Linked DNA regions of Pan troglodytes: region 2 is linked to region 1. Evidence: chromatin contacts called from public HiChIP or PLAC-seq data. All regions are on one chromosome and are shown on one strand. The core of a region is the stretch at or near the end of the contact, and the rest is flanking DNA. Distances in the headings are between cores, read along the strand shown. Region 1 holds the start of KCTD15 (potassium channel tetramerization domain containing 15). Region 2 holds the start of LSM14A (LSM14A mRNA processing body assembly factor).

Evidence for each region. HiChIP or PLAC-seq counts read pairs in DNA pulled down with a chosen protein or histone mark.
Region 2: an H3K4me3 HiChIP or PLAC-seq map of stem cell-derived excitatory neurons shows a contact between it and region 1, with 5 times the contacts expected there. The contact joins the promoter of LSM14A here to the promoter of KCTD15 in region 1. A contact is called at or near these places in 1 of 7 Hi-C or Micro-C datasets (stem cell-derived neural progenitor cells) and 1 of 1 datasets of contacts at active chromatin or transcription factors (stem cell-derived excitatory neurons).

Annotation. Positions count from the first base shown.
Region 1 is chr20:36,911,777-36,916,170 of NHGRI_mPanTro3-v2.0_pri, forward strand. It overlaps KCTD15 (potassium channel tetramerization domain containing 15), which reads left to right and starts at 1,364. Exons shown (of 7, transcript XM_009435247.3): 1 at 1,364-1,552; 2 at 3,222-3,317.
Region 2 is chr20:37,271,006-37,275,614 of NHGRI_mPanTro3-v2.0_pri, forward strand. LSM14A (LSM14A mRNA processing body assembly factor) reads left to right here and starts at 2,416. Exons shown (of 10, transcript XM_054673276.2): 1 at 2,416-3,054. The coding sequence starts at 2,934.

The DNA of each region.
Region 1 (4,394 bases), core at 114-2,613:
CCCTGGGAGTGCGGCCGCTAGGGGGCGTCCAGGCCCGGCCGGAGCCGGCGGTCGGGGCCCAGGCGCCGTTCCGGCCCGTGCGCACCCGCCCCGCGGTCCCAGCCGGTCTCCGGCCCGGGCGTCCCTGGAGCCAGGCGGGGGCGCAGTGCCGGCCAGTCGCGCGCTCCGTTTCCTAGGAGCGGGGAAATGGTCGCCGAGGAGGAGGAGGAGGCACGGGCGGGGCGCAAAGGAAACAGGAGGAAGAGGAAGGGGAGGAGGAGTGGGAGTGGGAGAAGAGGAGGAAGGGGCGGCCGAAGCGGAGACTGGGGAGGGGCGCCCGGGGCGCGGACCTCGGCCGCGGGGAGTCTTGGCTGCCGCCGTCTCCATCGCGCCGCGCGCGTAAAGGAAATGGCGCGTCTGGCCGCGAGCGGTCGGCCCGGTGCCCCAGCGCGTCCCTCCCCCGCGGCGGCCGACCGCGTGTCCGCAGACGTCACGGGAGAGGGGCAGCGGGGCAGGGACCCTGGGAGGGCGGCCAGGGAGCGGGGGAGGGGCGGCCTGGCCCCCGGCTCCGCTCCAGCCCCGACCGACTGGCAGCCCAGTTTCTTCCCAAGTCCCGCCCCCAGCCCCGGGCGCCGCGGCGGCGGCTGCTCTCCTCTTTGTAACCGAGGAGTCAAGAAATGTGAGAAACGTGCCCTGTGTTACTTAGTTGGGAGCCGAAAATTTATGCCCAGCTGAAAGCGCCCGGGGAAATATTACATCAGATGAAATGACAATGATTAAAATCAGCCTCTCCCCCGCCCCCTACCCGAGCCCGGAGGAGGCCCGGGCGCCGCGTGGCCGGCCGGCGGGGGGCGGGGGGCTGGGCCGCGGAGGGCGCTGGGGCCTGGGCGCACCGCTCCCGGGAGGGTCCTGGCCGCGGCCCCGGCGGGAAGGCGCGGGCTTCGGGAGAGGCGGGTGGGGATCGCCCGGCGAAAGGAGGGGAAACGGCGCGTTTTTGTCGCCAGGCGCGGGCGCGCGGAGCTAATTGCGACTCTAATCCTCTGCCCCGCGGCGCAGCCGAGCCCCGAGCCAGGAGTCGCCGCGCGCGCCCGTTCGCGCTGGGTAATTTGGGGCCGGATCGCTGCCCTTTGCGTCCGGGCTGGGCCGCGGCGAGGCGCTGGCTAGGGGCTGGAGTGGGGGGCTGGTTTTCTCTCCAGCAATCGAGGGAGGCCGCCGGAGAGAGAGGAGGGAGGAGAGGAGGTGGGAGCGGCGGGAGGGCAGCCGGAGAGCGGCGCGAAGAGGAGGCGGCGGCGGCGGAGGCGGCGGCCGCGAAGAGGGGAGGAGGCGAGGCGAGGGGAGGGTGGGGAGGGGAGGCCCCGGCGCGCCGCGCCGCGAGGGGCCGCGCGAAGCGGGGGCCGGGGCGGGAGGGGTGGGTGGGGGGAGGGTTGGGGGCGAGAGAGAAAGTAACTCCAGGACGAGACCGGAGCGACCCGCGCAGCGAGCATAGGCGGCGAAGCTGCGCCCGGCGCCCGAGACCGGCAGCTGCGTGGGGCGGGGGCTGCGCCCGAGCCCGATCTGCCGCTCCGGCTCCGAGGTAAGCTCAGCGCGGGCGGCCACCGCTCAGAGCCGCGCACCCCTGCCCCGAAGTGGCTGCGATACCGAGAAAGTCGCCCGGCCAGGGTTCGGACCTGGGCGGGGGCGGCCGCTTTGTCCCTCTGCTGGGCGGCGGGAGCTGGCGGCGCGGGGGCGCCCAGCACAAAGGCCTGGTGCAAGAGTGGGGTTGCCCACGTGGGCTGGTCCTGGCCGCGGGTGGACCCTCCCCACGCGGGCGGTCTCGGAGCTTCCTGCCGCGCGGTGTGTGTGTGTGTGTGTGTGTGTGCGTGCGCGCGCGCGCTTGTGGAGGTCCCCGCACTCTGGCCCCTGTTCTGGGCCGAGCGCCCTGCAGTGCTGGCGAGTTTCCGGGGTCAGAAACGGGCTCACGCAACTGGGGCTTCGGGATGCACAAGGCCCGGCTTGGCGCCCAAAATCAGAGAAAGAAAGTCTCCAGTGGGACAGATGTGCGTCCTCTGACGCCCACCCCACGAGTCCGAAACCTGGCAGGAGGGGCTGTCGCGCTGGTGGTGGTCCCGGGCGCGCAGGGTTTGGGGCTGGGAGAGGGGCCGCGATGAGAGGGATCGCCGCCTGTAGGTCCGGTTCCCCGCTGCCCGCCCGCACCCCCTGACCTGGACGCGCGCACCCGGCACACACTCGCAAACACACCCGGGGGCGGACCCCCGCCGCTGCAGCGCCTTTCTGTCTTCCGGCGGCCCCCACCCGCGACTGCAGAAAGATAAGCTTCAAGTTTTCGCTCCGTATCTCAAATGTGCATGAAGGAATTTAACTGCACGAGTGAATAACAGCATTAGTTTCAATTAATTTTTTTTTAATCCCGGCAACAATAAACTTTGAGAACAAAAGCGCTTTTACGTCCTTAATTAGGCGAGCTTCCCATCTGTGGTCTCCAAGTGTCTGCCTCTTGATTTAACTTTGTCCCCGCCCCGCCTCCGCGGCAACCCCTCCCAGCCCAGCCCGGCGCTTCGGGTGCCGCGGCCACCCCGCCCCGCGGCGCCTCCAGCCTTGGCCCAAGCCGTCTCCCGTCGCCCCTAAGTTCACACCGGCCGGCTGGCTCCGCGGCGGAGGCGGGGGGGTGGTGGGGAGGCTGGCGCGCACCAGGTGGCCCGCCTGCCTCTCCGGGGCCACCCCTGGGACAATTGTGCAGGCCCCCAGGACTTTCGCCCCGGGCCAGCGCCCTGAGTGCGGAGCCGAGGGGAGCTCGAGAGGCGCCTTCTGTTTACCTTTTATGGTTAAAATAATAGCTTAGCAAAGAAGCGACTTCACGAAGAAGCGATTTAGTGAAATCGTCTCAAGCTGCCGCAGCTCAGCCAGTTTAATCACCCCCAGAGAGCCGAACAACTGCGAGCGCAATGGGACACAAAATCATTTTGTGTGTAAATGAGCGTGGCATTCTGCTCACTTCTCTCTGCTCGGGCGGGCGGGGCTCGGCGGCGGGCGGGCAGGGACCCGGGTCTCCCGCCGCAGCTGGAGAAGCGGGTCACTACCGGGCCAGTTTGGAAACCTGTGGGCCCTCCCGACCGCTATCGCTGAGGCCCCTGCAACAGGCGGGCCAGGGCGCACTGGGGCTGGGTGGTGGGTTTGATGCTGGTGCTGGTGGAATGAACTTGTATCTCTCACTGCACCCGCTTTTGTGCTTCTGACTTAAGCAGTGGTCTCGGAAAGAGGGTCGTGGTCCCGCACGGATGCGCTTGTTGGGGGAAACCTTGGAGATTCACGGCAAGGCGTAAAGCCTGGGGCTTCCAACGGTAAGTTTCTGGCTTGCCATGAACATCAGGTTGTGCTTGGGAGGGAAAAGGGGCTAGGAACAGAGTGGAGCGGCTTCTGTGATGCAGGCTTGGTGTTCACGTCACTTTGGAATAGTGTCCTGGTATTGGGGAAAACATCTTGCAGTCCGCTTTGATAGAATTTCAGCCAGAATTCCTTCCTGTTCAGTTTATCCTCAGCGCGTCTTCCCTTCTGACTCCTCCCCCAGCAGAGCCTCCTAGGGCAGGATAATCCATTCCTGAGGTCTGTTTTGGTTCTCAGAACTCCTTGAGCTAAGTGACCTGGTTTTGTTTTTTTAAGCTTCTAGAACTCAGGAATGCCAAAAGCAGTGGATTCTGAGTCCACAGGCCCCAGTGAGGGTATATATTAAACATCACTGTCTGCCCATTGCAACCTCCCACCCCAGTTTTATGTCAGGAAACTTGCCTGGGCACTCAGGGAGAGCAACCTTGCTTACATTTGCAGGATTTGATTCTCGTTGGATTAAAATTGGATATTGAATTTCAAGGCACAAATTTTGATCCCAGAGTTTTAATGGGAAAAAGCAATCCCATGGGTCCCAAGAATTTCAAGTGGTTTCTCTCTTAAAGGTTAAACCTTCGAGAGACGTCCAGGGTAGGTTTGTGGAAGCCAGTGTCTGTGGATGTGTGAAGGGGGGTGACTATTCACGTGCAAATCTCCTCTTTCCTCCCTTTTGAGACAGCTGTAAATCAGTGAACGGGGCTGCAGAATTCTTCCCCTCCTGCATAGGGCCTGCAAAGCGCCCCTGGGTGTGGCTTCCAGGGACTGAGGGACAATCTTATTTCAGGTGACTACGGCACAGAGGAGAGTTACTGAGTGCCTCTGGGGAGCAGCAGTAGAAAGGGTCCATTGGCTGATCTGCTTGCTCTGTGCTTCCTCCTGGCCATCTCCTGATGCCTCGGGGGTATGTGATCCTGAGGGGTCTGGAATGCATTAGGCATGGACAACACCACTCTGGGAGTCTGGGGAGAAACTGTGAGGTACAGACTAGGCAAACAAAGACAGGTTTTCTCTGCTATTGGGAGCCACAGAGAAGA
Region 2 (4,609 bases), core at 1,166-3,665, 360 kb after region 1:
GACCAGCCTGACCAACATGGAGAAACCCCCACTCTACTAAAAATACAAAATTAGCCGGGCTTGGTGGTGCATGCCTGTAATCCCAGCTACTAGGGAGGCTGAGGCTGGAGAATCTCTTGAACCCGGGAGGTGGAGGTTGCGGTGAGCCAAGATCGCGCCATTGCACTCCAGCCTGAGCAACAAGAGCGAAACACCGTCTCAAACAAACAAACAAAAAAAGATAGACAATAATAGGTGTTGGTGAGGCTGTGGAGAAAATTGGAGCCCTCATACAATTGCCAGTGGAAATGTAAAATAGTGTAGCTGCTCTGGAAAACAGTTTGACAGTTCCTCAAAAAGTTAAACTCTGAGTTACCATATGGCTGAACTACTTCATTCTTAGGAGGATTGAAAACACATGTTCCCACAAAAACTTGTTCATAGAGGTACTCATGGATATTTATAATAGCAGAAGTGAAAACAACCCAAATGTTCATCAACTGATAAATGGATAAACAAAATACAGTATGTTCATACAAAGGGATATTATTTAGCCTTGAAAGAATTGCCGGGCACGGTGGCTCACGCCTGTAATCCCAGCACTTTGGGAGGCCAAGGCAGGTGATCACTTGAGGCCAGGAGTTCGAGACCAGCCTGGCCAACATGGTGAAACCCATCTCTACTAAAATTACAAAAAATCAGTCAGGCGTGGTGGCATGCGCCTGTAATCCCAGCTACTCGGGAGGCTGAGGCAGGAGAATCGCTTGAACAGAGGAGACGGAGGTTGCAGTGAGCCGAGATGGCACCATTGCACTCCATCCCGAGTGACAGAGTGAGACTGTCTCAAAAAAACGAAAACAAATAATTCAACTTCCTCGCAAGGACCTTGTACTGAAACAGGGATTTCCAAACCTTTCTTTGTAGCCACTGTGCACCAGCCCCATCAGAGCTCTGTCTCTCTCCTGTGTCCCTCTCTTATGATGCCAGGCTTCTCGCCATTTGCTCACTCAGCTCACCGTCCTGCCTGTGCTCTGCCTTCATCCTGCTGTTCATTCATGCAGCAAATATTAACTGAGCAGCTGCCCTGTGCCAGGTGCTGTTACTAAGCCCCTGATGATACGGCAGCGACCAAAACAACATCACTATCTCAAAATGTTTACATTCTAGTGAAGGAGACAGATACATACAAATAATTAAACAGACATACTTGAGAGAGATACATGCTATAAAGAAAATACAAGCTGAGTTAAGGAGATGTAGAGTGATGTGAGTGGTATTATTTTAAACAAGGCTGTCAGGGACGTCATCTCTGGAGGTGATGCTTCAGCAGAGACTGGAATAAAGTACTCAAGTACTGGTCGAATTAGACGCGACTGGAACAGAACGAGAAGCTAAATCCTGTATATCCTTAGACACCAAAGTCTGGTTTTCTCTCTGTGTAACATGGGATCAGTAGAGTGAGTAGAGGAAGGACATGATCTGAGTTAGATTTTTTTTTTTTTTTTTTTTTTTTTTTTGAGACGGAGTCTCGCTCTGTCGCCCAGGCTGGAGTGCAGTGGCATAATCTCGGCTCACCACAACCTCCGCCTCCTGGGTTCAAGCAATTCTCCTGCCTCAGCCTCCCAAGTAGCTGAGACTATAGGCGCGCGCCACCACGCCTGGCTAATTTTTTTGTATTTTTAGTAGAGACGGGGTTTCACCATGTTGGCCAGGCTGGTCTCGAACTCCTGACCGGTGATGCGCCCGCCTCGGGCCCCCAAAGTACTGGGAGTACAGGCGTGAGCCACTGCGCCCAGCCCTGAGTTAGATTTTAAGAAGATCTCTCTGGCTGCTGTATTGAGAATAAAGTACTGGGAGCAAGAGTTGACACAGAGGCAACTTTCAGAAGGCTACTGCAATAATTCAGCCCGAGTAATCGTGGCTTGTGGGAGAAGTGTAGGAATGGAGATGAGGAGAAGTCAGATTTAGGATATATTGTGTATACATAACGGAGAGGTGTAGTCAGAACAGATGTGGAAGCAAGACAGGGCAAGGCTGACTCACGGCTTTTAGTCTGAGCAGCTGAGTAAAAATGGTACCGTTTACATCAATCGGGAACGGTGGTGAAGGAGCAGGTTAGAGGGGAAACAGGGAGCATGGCTTTGGACCCTTAACGTTTGAGATTCGACAGAAACCCTGGTTCACGGAATTGATCCAAGCTACATACTGATAATTGGGATTAGTGAGTTACAATGGCGTTGCAAGCCATGAAACTGGTTCAGACCGGCTGAATGAGCGGGACAGGAAGGGGCTGAAACACTTGAGTCCTTGTGAGAGCCCCAGCTCCAGGGGCAGCCTCGGGGGAAGCTCCCTGGGCGATGACTGCGGTAATGGAGCCGCAGGAGCTCCACGAGGTGCAGGTTCAGCGTCTTAAAAGGATGAGCAGCGGCTCGCCACAGCTCGGAGGCGGGTGGGCAGCGCTCCAGGCCAGGGGCCCCGCGTCGGCAAAGACACAGGACCCACGACAAGGCGGCCACGGCCTGAGTCAAAAGGAGGGCCGCCCGCCTCCTCTCCAGCCCGCAGCAAGCGGGTGCCAGGAGGCACTCAGCCGGTCCCCGAAGTTCCTCTCACGCGGCCCCAAGACCACCACCGTAGTCCAGGCCAAGAAGCGCTGCCGGGACTCCCGAGGCCACGAATGAGCCGGGAGCCACCAGTAGCCGGCCAAGTCTCGCGAGAGCGCGGCCTCGCCCTCCCAGCATGCCCCGCGCCGCCGCCGCTGCCGCCGCCGCCGCCGCCGCGCCGCGGCTTGAGGGCGGGAGGCTGGGGGAGGGTAGCGGAGCCGGCGCCGCCGCCATGTTGGGTCTGAAGCGGCTGCTGTAGGCGCCGACGGAGCGAGCGAGCGGGCGTGCGGAGCGGGCGACAGTGGCGTGGGATCTGCCTCTCTGCGAGCAGCTAGGAGCGGCGGCGGCGGCGCCATGAGCGGGGGCACCCCTTACATCGGCAGCAAGATCAGCCTCATCTCCAAGGCGGAGATCCGCTACGAGGGCATCCTCTACACCATCGACACCGAAAACTCCACCGTAGCCCTTGCCAAAGGTACGCGGGACCGGGCCTCAGGGTGGGGGCCGGGCCGGGCGCCGCTCGGGGCTGCTCCCCGCTCCGGCCCGCAGCCTCCTCGTTCCCTCCCCTCCCTCCGTCGAGCTCCGGGAGGCCTCTCGCTTCCCTTCTCCGGGCCCCGGCGTCGCGGGCCGGACCGCGGCCTCCCCGCGGCTCCCTGGCTTCCGCCCCCCGGAATGTCCGCGCCTGAAGCCCGGGGAACTACGGGACTGAGTGCGCGGCGGGCGGCCCTGAAGTACGCGTCTTCCAACTCCGAAATTCGGGGCTTCTGCCGTCTTAGCACAAAACAAAGCCGGAGTATTCAAAGAATTTTTCCGCCCAGCTTGAGTTCATCGCGGATGCGTTGACTACACAGCACCCATTTTCTCACTTTGTTCATTTCAATTCGTGGCGATCTTCCTCTGGTGAACTCTTGAGTAATGTGCTAAAACTTTGGGTTTGCTCTGCGACGCAGACATTCTCGAAATGCCATCGATGCCGTGGAGCAGATCCCATCTCCCTCGGCTCATCCTCTGTTGGTATTTACCTGTTAAACCGGAATCCTCAAAGCCTGTTGTGCAACCCTCTCATTAGGGCGCGTGGTAAAAATGCTTGCTGCTGCCCTGGCGCCCCTGTTTCTGGAAACGGGTTCAAGCTTGATCCAGGATCCTTCTTGACCAGGCAAGCTTGACCTTTGATCCAGGCTCAGTGGGCGTTGACTGATCCCTCTGGAGGCTCTCTGGGAAAGGGAATTCGGCCGAGAAGGAAGGTGCCCCTACCCACAGTGTTAATATTTGGCATCCCTAGAGTCTGTGTGGGTTTTGTTTCCGTTCACACGTGCAGAGCCTTTGCTCCGCCAGGAAACCAGAAAGAAAATAAACTTTAGCTCCTGAATCTTAAAGGAAATCTCACAACAGTGTAAAATACTTTGAGGGAAGCTAGATAACCTAGGTGATTTTCCCAGCACTTCTGGTAGAGGTGGGAACTGCATAGCATGGTTAGGGACCCTCTGGATAGGTTAGGTCCAAGGATAAAGAAGAAGATTTTCGAAATCTGTAAAATTTTAAAAATCGTTAACTGATAGGGGAGTGGTTTCACGGGATCAAGTATTTAATAATATTTCTTGGATGCTCTGGTAAATCCTTTATTTATTTATTTATTTATTTATTTTTCTAAGATGGAGTTTAGCTCTTTTTGCCCAGGCTGGAGTGCAAAGGCAATGATTTCGGCTCACTGGAACGTCCGCCTCCCGGGTTCAAGTGATTCTCCTGCCTCAGCCTCCCAAGTAGCTGGGATTATAGGCGCCTGCCACCACCCCTGGCTAATTTGGTATTTTTAGTAGAGACGGGGTTTCACCATGTTGGCCAGGCTGGTCTCGAACTCCTGACCTCAGGTGATCCACCCGCCTCGGCCACCCAAAGTGCTGGGATTACAGGCATGAGCCACCACGCCCAGCCTCTGGTAAATCTTTTTAATAGCCCTGGTGTTGGGACAAATCTTATACCTGGGTAGGGAACCTTTTGATGTTATAGAACTGTACACCATAAAGGAGTAG